2 separate regions of the Mus musculus genome follow, and region 2 is linked to region 1. Evidence: chromatin contacts called from public HiChIP or PLAC-seq data. All regions are on one chromosome and are shown on one strand. Each heading gives the region's core, a stretch centred on a gene start, on an enhancer-like site or on the middle of the called end of the contact. The rest is flanking DNA. Distances are from core to core; before and after follow the strand shown.

Evidence for each region. HiChIP or PLAC-seq counts read pairs in DNA pulled down with a chosen protein or histone mark.
Region 2: a FOXA1 HiChIP or PLAC-seq map of pancreatic cancer cells shows a contact between it and region 1. The contact joins two enhancer-like sites. A contact is called at or near these places in 2 of 484 Hi-C or Micro-C datasets (the N1E-115 cell line and nephron progenitors) and 3 of 115 datasets of contacts at active chromatin or transcription factors (a colorectal cancer cell line, pancreatic cancer cells and stem cell-derived neural progenitor cells).

What each region holds. Positions count from the first base shown.
Region 1 is chr4:56,498,663-56,501,460 of GRCm38.p6, reverse strand. No RefSeq gene overlaps it. Among named protein-coding and RNA genes, the nearest start is that of Gm34628, 22 kb to the right of the region's middle. Within about 2 kb of position 1,335, at least 8 of the 459 cell types and tissues checked have an H3K27ac peak or open chromatin away from gene starts, as enhancers often do. A contact at or near this core is called in pancreatic cancer cells, where this site is marked.
Region 2 is chr4:56,637,904-56,640,701 of GRCm38.p6, reverse strand. The region is part of intron 6 of Gm34687 (a long non-coding RNA gene); the gene reads left to right. Among named protein-coding and RNA genes, the nearest start is that of Gm26144, 40 kb to the left of the region's middle. Within about 2 kb of position 1,416, at least 47 of the 459 cell types and tissues checked have an H3K27ac peak or open chromatin away from gene starts, as enhancers often do. A contact at or near this core is called in pancreatic cancer cells, where this site is marked.

The sequences.
Region 1 (2,798 bases), core at 86-2,585:
TAAGACTCTGCAGTTCTCTCTCTCTCTCTTTCCTTCCTCCCTCCCTCCCTCCCTCCCTCCCTTCTTTCTTTCTTTCTTTCTTTCTCTTTCTCTCCTTCTTTCCTTTCTTTCTTTCTTTCTTTCTTTCTTTCTTTCTTTCTTTCTTTCTTTCTTCTTTCCTTTCTCTTTCCTCCCTCCCTCCCTCCCTCCCTCCCTCCTTCCTTTTCTCTCCCTCCCTTCTTCCTTTCCTCCCCTTCCTTCCCTTCCTCCCTTCCTTCTTTCCTCCCTCCCTCCCTTTCTTTTTTCCATCCCTCCCCCTCTCTCTCCTTCCTTCCTTTCATCCTTTCTTTCTTCCTTCCTTCTTTCCTTTCATCCTTCCTTCCTTCCTTTCATCCATCCATCCATCCATCCTTCCTTCCTCTCTCTCTCTCTCTCTCTCTCTCTCTTTCTCTCTCTCTTCAGTCAGGGTTTCTCTGTGCATCCCGGCTATTCTGGAACTCTGTAGACCAGGTTGGCCTCAATCCCAGAGATTACTCTGCATTTCTAATGCACACACAGTGCTGCCATGGCTGTGAACCACATTTTTCAGAGATACTTATGGGGGATCAGGCAATCAAGTTGAGGCTAGACTAAATGAATATCTATTCCAGCCTCCAGACCTTTGGAATCTGTCTGCAAAAATCATTCACCATTCAATGGTCATAGACAGGTGGCAGTGGAATGTGTTTAAAGAAACTTATTGGTATTTTACAGGTAATGCTGGTACTACAAAATTTAAGAGACACGAAAAGAGTACTCAGTAAAAGAACAAAGCCCTCCTTCTCCCTTCTCTAGTCACCCGGGTCCTTTCCTTAGGCTTTATTTATGATTATTAGGCTTTGGTGGTGGGGGTGGGGTTTATTTTTTCCCCCAGGGGCAATCTGGGTATGTGCACGCATATACTGTTCTTCTCTAGTTCTTCTATCTTACTTTTCCCTCTGAGATGTATCATAGAACCATCATATATTAGTACATATGGAGTTGTTGCAACAACTAAGATAACTTCGTATTAACATATAAACTAAACAGTTCTCTATTGATAAATATTCCTTGCACAGTTTTGCTTGCACAATGTTACCATGAAGACATTTGGACACATCTTATGTCAGACAAATAGAATCTATTCCCAGGAGCAGAATTGCTGGATCAAAGGACATGGGTGTCTAACATTTTGATGGGTGGTACCACCTTGCTTTACATGGCTGCTTTGGCAGTCTGCAGTTCCACTAAACATGCACGGGGTGTTCTTTCCCCACACCCTGGCCCACACCAGATTTGCAAATGCTTTGATGTCTGCCAGTGTGGTAGGTGCTGATGTCTCATTGCGGTTTAATTTGCATTTCCCATAGTAGGAGTGACATTGAGACAGTTAACCCATTGTCCCTCAGCCATTCCCATTTCATTTCCAGGAGGTTCCAGCTGCTAACCTTTCCTGGTGATTGGCACGCACTCCTTACAAATAAGGAAATTCATCATTTGTCATGTGAGTTGCAAACATTTCCTGCAGATAACTTTATTTGGGCTTAGTCAGGTGTCATAACCTTTGCATAGTCTCATGGGTCAGATTTTTCAGTCGTGTGTATTTGTGTATGTGTGTTTGCCATACGGTCTCTGGCTCTCCCAGTTAGAAAACACCAAATGATTCTCCTTGGTTTATTCTGGTGTTTTTCCATTTTACTCTCTCTTATTTAAATCTGCGATGTAACTAGAACTTACCTCAACAGGCTAGGTGTGGACCTATTTTTTTTCCAGGAGGTCACAAAAGATCACATAGTAAACAATTTTTCTCCTAGTCACAGTTGAACACTGTTTTTTGTGAACACACATGTCCCATGTTTATGTCTTAACTTTCTACTCCATTCCATTGATTTACCCACTTGTGAGCCTTGTTGCATGATCGTAACTTTTAATATCTTTCAAAACATTTTATTTATTTATTTATTTTTTATTTTTTATTTATTGTTTTTTTGAGACAGGGTTTCTCTGTGTAGCCCTGGCTGTCCTGGAACACACTTTGTAGACCAGGCTGGCCTCGAACTCAGAAATCTGCCTGCCTCTGCCTCCCGAGTGTTGGGCTTAAAGGTGTGCGCCACCACGCCTGGCATTAAATACTGAGTGAGTTGGTCCCCATTCATTACTCCTGTCTCCCTACTCCTTGTCTTTTCTTTTTGTGGGGGATTACTCTTACCTGTTTCAAGTTTGAATGGTGCATGTCTATGCTTGTGTGGTTAAAAAACATCTGAATGCCATTTTTTTTTCCCGATGGCGCTTTAGATTTTAGATAGATTTAAGGCAGCAGATGTTTTTATGATACTGAGTGTTCTTAACAAAGAACATTGTGCATTTTCTACTGGTTTGTTTTTCTTTTGGCTCTTAAGAATAGCATCTTAAAGTTTTCTATATGTAGATTGTATAGATCTTCTCTTCCTCATCTTGATCTTGGTTATTCTCAGATCTTTTGACTTTTTTCCTTTGAGTCTGCCAGTGTGAGTGTGCGTATTTGTGTTTGTGTGTGTTTGTATGTTTGCTTGTGTGTGGAGTGTGTGAGTGGGTAAGTGCACAAATGAAGATGCAGATGGTAGCCATAGGTCAACCTCCAGTGCTTATCTATAAGCACCAACTTCTTCTTCTCCTCCTCCATCCTCCTCCTTCTTCCTCCTCCTCTTCCTCTTCTTCCTCTTTCCTCTCCTCCTCCTCCTACCCCCTCCCTCCTCATCCTTCCCTCATTTTGTCTTGAGAAGCTAGTTTCAGGGATCTGCCTGTCTCCCCCATCACCAGAT
Region 2 (2,798 bases), core at 167-2,666, 140 kb before region 1:
CTTCTCCTCCCCTCCTTTCTACTTACCTGTTAATGGTAAGTATTTCTGATTTGTTGAGAAATGGGGATCTGAACTCTTTGAGTTACTGTCTACTGCCCTGTACACCTTAAAATTCCTCTGCATCCTTTGCACACACCTGCCATCTTTTGGTCTGATTTCTTGTTCTTTCAGTGCCTTTAAGCTGCAGGACATTCATTTATCCTTTCCCCACTATACCTACACAAGAAACCTTTGAGGGTAGGCAGTGATAGGTCAGTAAGTGCTGTCTTTTGTAGAAGAAGCTTAGGTGCTCTGAAGTTCTGTGACTTGCCAGTTGTCACATCATGGGAAGGCAGAGCCATAGGATCTGTGTTCAGATTCCAAGATCAGATCTGACCATGTTTGACTGGCAGCAGGATCAGGTAGCCAAGGATGTCTATATTTTTAATTTACAAGTATAGAAAGATGTTAGGACTCCACAGATCAGTGGTTCTCAAGATGTGGGGGCCATTGGCATTAGTAGCCCCTGGGAACCTATAGGAGCGCAGGTTCTCAGGCCCCACCTCAGACCCTCTGAATCAGTCACTTCAGGGTGGGGCTCAGCCGCCTGTGTTTTAACAAGTCCTCAGTTAGCTCCAATGTATATTCACGTTTGAGAATTCCTGGCTTTGGTCAGCATGAGGCATACTTCCTGCTGTTCTTTATTCAATGTGACCTTGGCATCACGTGGCAGGAAGGCAGGGACACACCTGACACCCTTTTTATGATGATCTTTCACAGAGCTGAAGGATCACCCTGACAGCACAGGAGCTCAGTGCCCTGAAATGTCGCAACTGCATACACCATGCCTGAAATTAGTCAATGGGACCTGCGTCTTTCACCATAGGATCAAAGTCCAGGAATGCCTTCTTATGTTACCTTGGGTTTCCCCTAATTAAGCATCTTTTGTCTTCCCATAGGAGAATGGGAGATTATCCTGGACTTAAGTACAGGGAGAGCACATAGCATGCTTTTTTCACAGATAAAAATAACAAGCGGATGAATAGGTTTATCCACTTGAACGGCATGTTGCAGAGTCTGGTACTAGCTAGACAGGGAGTGGTGTTAAAATAGAGGACCTACACAATATGATATAGACAGTGACAGAATTATGCAAAAGAGGTAGTACTATAGAGGAGAGAATAGGAGTGTGTGTGTGTGTGTGTGTGTGTGTGTGTGCGCACACACATACATTGTAAGCTAGCATCTGTATATGAGGAAGAGCAAGTGACTGTTTAGGTTTTCACAAAGGAAGCCATTCATTCTTGGGCTGGATTTTAAGATCAAAGAGTTCAGCAGGGAGGAAAAAAAAGTGAGACACATGCCAGGCATACCAGAGAAATGTAAATACAACGAGGAGTCATGGAGTGGCTTGGCGTGGCGTGTTTGGTTTGGTACTGTGGATCCCTGAGTGTTTGAGGACAAGTGACCCGAGGCCAGCCAAGGAATCGGGAGGCCAGGTCATGGCTGCGAAATTACCCAAGGAGTTTGTATTTGACCGCTATGCTACCGTGTCTGCAAGTGTTCCCACTGCAGACGACTGGACTCCGGGGGCTGGGTTAGGCTTTCTTTGAAGAACAGTAAAGTGAATGCCAAAAGCTCACGGGCATGATTTCTTCAAGGACCCAGGGAACATGGAAAAGAACGTAGAAACTTCTGGATTGTGCCTCTGTGCACAGGGAGGCTGTGTAGGCATGCCCCTCTTAGGGTGAAGTCCACATTCTTCCCATGGGTCTTTCCAAAGCCCATAAGTCAAGTTCTGCCCTCCTCTTTGGCTGGGAGGCAGCCTCAGCGGTCAGGTCTGTGCCATCCATGCTGCCTGCTGGCCCTCCCCACATAGTAATGTGACCCAGCCTAGACTGGCTGCTTTCCCAGCCGGACCTCATACTGTATTGTAACCACTGTATTTCCTCAGGTCTGCCCCTCTAGATTTAGAATCTTTAGATGGCTGGGTTTTGTCTTGTTATTTTTACCTCACTCACCTTTGTGTCGCTGTTTTAGAGTTCGAGTGTGTGAAGAATCGCAAAACATAGATGAAGAAATGAATAAAACCCACAATGACCATAGTGGCTGACATTTATACAGGGTTTTGGGATTCACTTATACTATCTCATTCAGTCTTCATTTCAGCTCTGTGGTGGGTGATCAGTATCCCTGACTTATATGCAAGTGGGTAGAGGCCCAGAGAAGCTGTGTGATTTTTCCAAAGGAGCACAGCTGACTCCGGATGAGCGAGGGTGACCAGGCTTGTCCCTTTGTCCTTCTCAGTCTCATTCTCTTGTCCTTGCTGCCAGGTCCTTGGGAGTCATTTCACTGTGACTCATTTGTTCTCTCTATGGCTCCTTTTGGTGGAGGAACTTCCTGTGGCACCTACTTTCTTGTCCCAATTACCTTCATCATTCTTCCTTCTCTTCCCATGGTCCCTTGCTTCTCAACCTTGGCTCTTTCCTGCTTCTAGGATTCATTGATCAGCTTTAGGAAGCCCATGCACCATGAGTGTGTGAGTCCATCCATATTCACACAGCTCCTGTGACAATGAGAAGACACCAAAGGTCCAGAAGAAGGCAGTGGACAGGCTTCTGTGAAGGACAGGGAGAAGAGAGGCATTGCTTTGCCTAAGAACAGTGCTGCTGTAGGCTTGCAGAGGCATGCATCTGGCCTCTCTCCTCGATTCCCATGAACTGCCCAAGGGTATGGTTTGTAGGGAAAATATTAAACTGAGCACCCCCAAGAGAAAATGAAGTCATTGCTTGCCCAAGAATGATTTATTCCTTCATTAA